Regions from separate parts of the Mus musculus genome. Here region 2 is linked to region 1. The links are chromatin contacts, called in public Hi-C maps. All regions are on one chromosome and are shown on one strand. The core of a region is the stretch at or near the end of the contact, and the rest is flanking DNA. Distances in the headings are between cores, read along the strand shown.

Region 1 (3,889 bases), core at 506-3,005:
ACATTTATTTAATATTCACACTTAAAATAAAACACCACCCACCAGCCATCCAACCCTAAGTGAGGAGCACTTTGTACCAGGTACTCTGATACCAAGAAGGGCTTGGCACCTGGAAATCGTGCCAGGCCACAATAAACACGGAAGCGAGCTAGTCATATGGATAAAAAAAGCGTCTTACAGAGCAATGTTCAAAACACATCAACTACTTAAACAAAAGAGTGTTGACTGAGCCCAGAAGCACTATGTGAAAACAGGCCTGCATTATTTTATTATTATATTTTCTCAATAGGCACAAATACAGAGGCTGTATACAACACAGCCCACTACAGGCCTTACTAATTAGTAACTCACAGTTCCTTGTTAGCTCTACTCAGCTCTGCTTTCCCAGACCTTAGTTTTGACACAGCTTACTTTTTTTTTTTTTTTGGATGCGGGGGTTGTCTCTTTGGTTTTTCAAGACAGGGTTTCTCTATGTAGCCCCTGGCTGTTCTGGAACTCTCTCGGTGGGCCAGGAACTCACAGAGACCTGCCTGCCTCTGCCTCCCCGGTGCTGGGATTAAAGGCTTGCGTCACCACCTCCTGGTTTAGAGTCTAGATACTTTTATCACTGCAGGTATAGATACTGTGTTTGAAATGGAAACTGGAAATGTATCGATCTTCTACTAGTAACTTCCTTGACTTTACTCCCCTAGTCTCCTATCTTGAGTATAGTTTATACTCTGATTCCTATCAGTGACGCCAAAGCCTTGCTGCTTCCAGGGTGAAAACCAAGACTTTCCTTGGGGCCTTTGGACTACGGGAGGCTGTGCTGACGCACTGAAAACCACATCCTGCCTTACTTTGAATGCTGCCCCAATGTTCTGATCCTTGGTCCTCATAAGACTTAATTCTCTGTAGCCTCGAGCACCTAATGTTTGCACAAAATGGTAGCTACTTCCTCCACTCCCAAGCACCTTCAGCAACTTCCAGGGACACAGACGAGGCTCGCCCTGCAGAGTGAGCACACCCAGGGGTGCTTAGTACCACAGCCTTGATCTGTCTCTGTGGGAAGTCTAGCCCCCACCATCCGAACATCTGGCCTTCATACCCCCTAGTCTTTCAGACTTTATCTTTCCTAAAAGGTAGGGATGGCAATCATGCAATTAACTGGACCCCCTCTCCTTCCCAATTGTACTCTTGTGCGGGGGCGGAAGGGAGGGCATATACCACAGAGTCCTTTTATCCAGCCCACTATCTAATCTTGGCATCGATCTGCTTTAAAGACCCCGATCTTAGAAACCTTCGGAACACCTTACCCCTACCGCGGTATTTAAAACCCTTCCATTGCTCCCGGTCCCCAATTGCAAGAGGAAAACACCTTCCTTGCCACAGCCTTGCAAAACTGCTTGTTTCTCTCGCTTCACTCGCGACGTCTTCAGCGAAGGCTTCTGGCGGACTCCGCGTTCTGCCCGGAACTAATGGACGTGAACGTAGCGAGGCGTAACTCCCGCGAAAGGAATAATAAGTCCTCGGCTTCACTCTGCGTCTCACTCCCTTCCACACTGAGAGCACTCGGTTCGCCGAGACTGGGAATTGGATACCGCGGAACCGCTAAACCCTTCCGCCCGCACCAAGCACAGCCCGTGGGCGCGCCCGGCGCTCGCAGCCCAGCCCTTCTGATTGGCTGCTGCGAGGTAGGGCGGGGCGCGGGGGCGTCGCGGAAAGATGACGCAACGGCACAGCTCCTTAAAGGCGCCGTCCGCACGCGCTGCCGATGGCGCAGGCGCGTTGTTGAACTTCCAGCTCTGACTCCAGAGCTTCACTCAGTCCGGGCGGGCGGGCGAGCGGACGCGAGGAGTGGCCGGCGGGGACGTGCGCGGGACTCGGGCGGGCGGGTCGGGCAGGTGGCGGCGGAGGAGCGGGAGGCGCGATGGCCGAGGGCAGCGCTGTGTCCGACCCTCAGCACGCCGCGCGCCTGCTGCGGGCGCTCAGCTCGTTCCGGGAGGAGGCGCGTTTCTGCGACGCGCATCTGGTCCTCGACGGCGAGGAGATCCCGGTGCAGAAGAACATCCTGGCGGCGGCCAGCCCGTACATCAGGTGAGCGGGCGCCGCCGCCCATCGCCTCCGCATCCCTCCCTCTCTCTCTGGCCTGGCCGCCTGCGGCTCCAGTGGCTCTGCCGCCGCGCCCCTCGGGCGCCCATGGGCCTCTCCACCGAGATCGCCCCGATCCCGGAGTCCCTGGAGGTCCGCAAAAGCCCCAAACACGGTGTACAGGCCGTCCTGGACCCGCACCCGCGAGCAGGGCGGGGCTGCTCCGGGAAGAGCCGCCCCTTCGCCCCGACAGGCCCCGCCCGGCCCGCGGAGCCCCGCAGAAGTTTTACCTCCGAGTCACCGCACAGTGGGCCGGCCAGGTTTTGCGCGGGGAAGCCAAAACAAACACCCGCGGCTTAGGCAGAAGGAGAACCCTGTAAGAGGTCGGTGGGAAGCCCCCACCCCCAAAGCCCAACTGTCACTTTGCCACTCCCTTGTTACAAACAGGCAAAACTGTTGCGAATTTGAGAAGACCCGGGGTCGTTCTTTGGCTACAGTTACCACCGAGGACCCAGCGATTGTAACCACCAAGAGGGCACTGTAAAACTTAAGCGACGCAAACCTTAGCCCAGTTTACTAGGTTAATGAAAAGGTTGAGACCAAGCTTATAGCATCGGATCAGAATTTGTGAGATGGGCTCCTGTCTTTTCTTTAGCAACTTTCCTTCAGGCAAACTGGTTTGCTCTTTTAATATGGGGGGTGGGGGGGGGCACTAAAAGGTAGAGAAAGTGCCCAGTAAGCTGGTTAAATATAGACGAATGATAGCAATGTCACTAGAATTGACAGATCAGAAAATGGAAAATTATGTGTATGCCGTTTCTTAGGGCTCTGTCCCAGCAGAACTCGGACACATATGCTGTTCTTGAATCTTTGCTTTTGGAGACCTTCGAACTCCAGAAGCAATCCAAGTGCCCTTGAAACTTCTGGCTTTTAGCCTAGCCTGGCCTTACAACATTGGGCTCTTTGTGGACTTAGGGGTCAGGTGTCTGTGAACAAGAAATTTAGATCACCAATATGACAGCTCAGGGCTGGCAGTTCAGAGGTTAAGGCAGTCAATCAAACTGAATTTCCAGGCCAGACCTTTCCCGTAACAGAGTAATCCTAGTTTGGGAAATGCTTAGGAAAACTACAATGGATGCAGTATTGTTACAGATCCTTAAATGGCACCCAGCTCTAAAGTCGCATATCCTGAAACACTGTCTCCATCTTTCTCTGTGATACTTACCACTGCAGTAAACCCTGTATTTTGCTCATCTCCGTGAGCCACAATGTAAAGTCAGTAGGCCAAGGATTTTTCTTTTGTTTCTTGCTGGGACCTTCCTAGAGGGACTGGTGCCTGGTGCCAGAATACATGTGTTGAATGAGTGATTACCTCGCTTCCCAGTGGACATCAGAGGTTTGGCTCTGTTGTATTGCCATGTGAACTGGTTGAGAGGAGCACCGCCCTGGGCAGTCTGGAGATCTGCTTCTGTCTCAGCTCTTACCTGCCTGCTGTGGGTTGTTGGGGATGATTTAGTCTTGACTCCCGCTCATTAAAATGACAAATGAGGGGCACAGTGTGGTTTTGTGCCATTTAATCTCCGAGGCACCTACAAAGAAATGTGTAATTAGCTTCAGACCCTCAACAGCTCTCCATGCAAGTCTGTCCAGCAGTTAGGATAGATTTCCTCTGGGCCATGGCTTGTCAGTTTCCAAGTAGAAAAATGGTGTCTCAGAGGATGTTACCAACTTAGATGTCGAGGCTCCTGGTGCTTCGTGGTTGAGCTAGGAGTCCACTCCCAAGTTTACTATGCATAATGTCCTGATTCCACTGTTCCAG
Region 2 (3,889 bases), core at 438-2,937, 4.0 Mb after region 1:
TCCCGAGATTCTCCATCCAGGTCAGGGGGCCCTGTGCAGCCCTGTCCTTTAAATTCTGGTTCTCGAGTCAAAGGTAGCACACATAAAACCTATTTTGCTGCTTCGGTACGTCAAGCAATGCCACTAAAGTTTCCTCACCCGCCAAAGCTGAAACAGTGAGTTCTAATCTCTCAAAGCCTTTTGCCGAAAATCTAAAGGGGGTGGGGGGCTATGGTGGTGGCGTGGGGGGGGGGTCGGAGAAGAAGAAAGACTGAGACAAATGTTTTATCTGTCGCCTTCTTCCCTACCCAACCGGACCAACAACTTCCAGAAGGTTCTGCGAGGCATAGAGCCATTCCGTAGGGACATCTCGGTGCTTCTGAGGAAGCGGACCGAGCAGGGATCCGATGACGACTGGAGATGTTGAAGGAATAAATACCAGTCCACAAATAAACAAACTGTCCCCGGGATTCCTAGAGGGAAGGAGCACGCTTGAAGGTCGGGGAACTCCGAGTCGCTGTGCGTCAAGGTTGGCATAAAATTAAAAAAAAAAAAAGTCCTTCAGTTACCAGGCCCTCTAAGGAGCCCCTGGTCCTCAGCTCACCTTATCAAAACTCAGTAAAACAAACAGCCTGAAATACAGTCAATTTACAGGATCCCAAAGATGCTGACCGCGGAGTGGGACCCACGCCGGGCCCCGGCAACAGCTAGGGAAGCGGGTCCGAGGCTACACAGTGCCGCGCTCCTTTGCGTTTCCAGTGACGAAGCCGGCGATGGAGTGCAGGCTTGGAGCTCCCCACGCCGAACGGGGACACCAGCTCCCGGGGGCTGGCTGCCTTGTCCTAACCTCCAGACAGCGCTTTCATAGGTGGGGAGAAGGGAGAGGCCGGGATGGATGGCAGGGAAAGCTAGCCCTCGTCTATGCGGGAGAGGAGACCAGGAAAGCAACAGTTGGGTTCACGCGCTTCCCTGAACCCCACGAAATTGTTTGGAGGACTCAGATGGATCACCTAAGTAGCAGCGAAGACGAAGGACCAATGGTTCCTTAGGTGTTACCTTCCCAGTTTGGCATTCCCACTAAGCCTTCCCTCCCAGCCCGACCCCGTCGTGAAGGGGAGAGGAACCGAATTCTCCAACCCGGCCTCCTTTGTGGGCTCTTCCTCAACCTGGAAGCGTCCTGTGAATTATCCATCACTGCATTCAACAGGCCCTACACGCTCAGTCCGTTTGCTCTGAACCCATTACAACTAGGCCCCGATAATTAAGAAATCTAATTATTCGCCTCTTCATCCATTAATAATAATAAAAAAAAAATCTCCAGGCTCTTTCCTACTTACAAGGTCTTGGGGGCAAATCTCTGCCCAACTTCATCAATTCGATGTTATATTTCAAACTAAACTTCTTTTTATTTTCCAAAGGAACAGGGTTTTTAATTTTTGCTCTGGACACGTGGTCTCGTTAAACAAAATGTGATAATAAAATAAAATTTTATAAGATGTAACTCATTTTTAAAAGTCCTCAAGTTAACTTGAGCTGGGGGGGGGGGAGATCTGGCTAAGAGCATCTGGGTCTTAGAGCCGACGGATTCAGGCGCTCCTCGTTTTGATTGGTGCCATCCTTCTCGCAGCTGCCAGATGATTGGTGCAAACTTCCTGGAGGGGGCGCGGCCTGAAGAAAGTAAAAACTCGCTTTGAGCCAGAAGACTTTTGAAACTTTTCCCAATCCCTAAAAGGGACTTTGCTTCTTTTTCCGGGCTCGGCCGCGCAGCCTCTCCGGACCCTAGCTCGCTGACGCTGCGGGCTGCAGTTCTCCTGGCGGGGCCCCGAGAGCCGCTGTCTCCTTTTCTAGCACTCGGAAGGGCTGGTGTCGCTCCACGGTCGCGCGTGGCGTCTGTGCCGCCAGCTCAGGGCTGCCACCCGCCAAGCCGAGAGTGCGCGGCCAGCGGGGCCGCCTGCCGTGCACCCTTCAGGATGCCGATCCGCCCGGTCGGCTGAACCCGAGCGCCGGCGTCTTCCGCGCGTGGACCGCGAGGCTGCCCCGAGTCGGGGCTGCCTGCATCGCTCCGTCCCTTCCTGCTCTCCTGCTCCGGGCCTCGCTCGCCGCGGGCCGCAGTCGGTGCGCGCAGGCGGCGACCGGGCGTCTGGGACGCAGCATGCAGGCGCGTTACTCGGTATCGGACCCCAACGCCCTGGGAGTGGTACCCTATTTGAGTGAGCAAAACTACTACCGGGCGGCCGGCAGCTACGGCGGCATGGCCAGCCCCATGGGCGTCTACTCCGGCCACCCGGAGCAGTACGGCGCCGGCATGGGCCGCTCCTACGCGCCCTACCACCACCAGCCCGCGGCGCCCAAGGACCTGGTGAAGCCGCCCTACAGCTATATAGCGCTCATCACCATGGCGATCCAGAACGCGCCAGAGAAGAAGATCACTCTGAACGGCATCTACCAGTTCATCATGGACCGTTTCCCCTTCTACCGCGAGAACAAGCAGGGCTGGCAGAACAGCATCCGCCACAACCTGTCACTCAATGAGTGCTTCGTGAAAGTGCCGCGCGACGACAAGAAGCCGGGCAAGGGCAGCTACTGGACGCTCGACCCGGACTCCTACAACATGTTCGAGAATGGCAGCTTCCTGCGGCGGCGGCGGCGCTTCAAGAAGAAGGATGTGCCCAAGGACAAGGAGGAGCGGGCCCACCTCAAGGAGCCGCCCTCGACCACGGCCAAGGGCGCTCCGACAGGGACCCCGGTAGCTGACGGGCCCAAGGAGGCCGAGAAGAAAGTCGTGGTTAAGAGCGAGGCGGCGTCCCCCGCGCTGCCGGTCATCACCAAGGTGGAGACGCTGAGCCCCGAGGGAGCGCTGCAGGCCAGTCCGCGCAGCGCATCCTCCACGCCCGCAGGTTCCCCAGACGGCTCGCTGCCGGAGCACCACGCCGCGGCGCCTAACGGGCTGCCCGGCTTCAGCGTGGAGACCATCATGACGCTGCGCACGTCGCCTCCGGGCGGCGATCTGAGCCCAGCGGCCGCGCGCGCCGGCCTGGTGGTGCCACCGCTGGCACTGCCATACGCCGCAGCGCCACCCGCCGCTTACACGCAGCCGTGCGCGCAGGGCCTGGAGGCTGCGGGCTCCGCGGGCTACCAGTGCAGTATGCGGGCTATGAGTCTGTACACCGGGGCCGAGCGGCCCGCGCACGTGTGCGTTCCGCCCGCGCTGGACGAGGCTCTGTCGGACCACCCGAGCGGCCCCGGCTCCCCGCTCGGCGCCCTCAACCTCGCAGCGGGTCAGGAGGGCGCGTTGGGGGCCTCGGGTCACCACCACCAGCATCACGGCCACCTCCACCCGCAGGCGCCACCGCCCGCCCCGCAGCCCCCTCCCGCGCCGCAGCCCGCCACCCAGGCCACCTCCTGGTATCTGAACCACGGCGGGGACCTGAGCCACCTCCCCGGCCACACGTTTGCAACCCAACAGCAAACTTTCCCCAACGTCCGGGAGATGTTCAACTCGCACCGGCTAGGACTGGACAACTCGTCCCTCGGGGAGTCCCAGGTGAGCAATGCGAGCTGTCAGCTGCCCTATCGAGCTACGCCGTCCCTCTACCGCCACGCAGCCCCCTACTCTTACGACTGCACCAAATACTGAGGCTGTCCAGTCCGCTCCAGCCCCAGGACCGCACCGGCTTCGCCTCCTCCATGGGAACCTTCTTCGACGGAGCCGCAGAAAGCGACGGAAAGCGCCCCTCTCTCAGAACCAGGAGCAGAGAGCTCCGTGCAACTCGCAGGTAACTTATCCGCAGCTCAGTTTGAGATCTCAGCGAGTCCCTCTAAGGGGGATGCAGCCCAGCAAAACGAAATACAGATTTTTTTTTTAATTCCTTCCCCTACCCAGATGCTGCGCCTGCTCCCCTTGGGGCTT

Evidence for each region. Hi-C and Micro-C count contacts between places; a contact is called where the count stands out from the background.
Region 2: a Hi-C map of CD4 T cells shows a contact between it and region 1, with 4 times the contacts expected there. The contact joins the promoter of Foxc2 here to the promoter of Gan in region 1.

What each region holds. Positions count from the first base shown.
Region 1 is chr8:117,156,226-117,160,114 of GRCm38.p6, forward strand. Gan (giant axonal neuropathy) reads left to right here and starts at 1,756. Exons shown (of 11, transcript NM_001081151.2): 1 at 1,756-2,076. The coding sequence starts at 1,910.
Region 2 is chr8:121,114,484-121,118,372 of GRCm38.p6, forward strand. It overlaps Foxc2 (forkhead box C2), which reads left to right and starts at 1,688. Exons shown (of 1, transcript NM_013519.2): 1 at 1,688-3,889. The coding sequence starts at 2,132. The coding sequence ends at 3,616.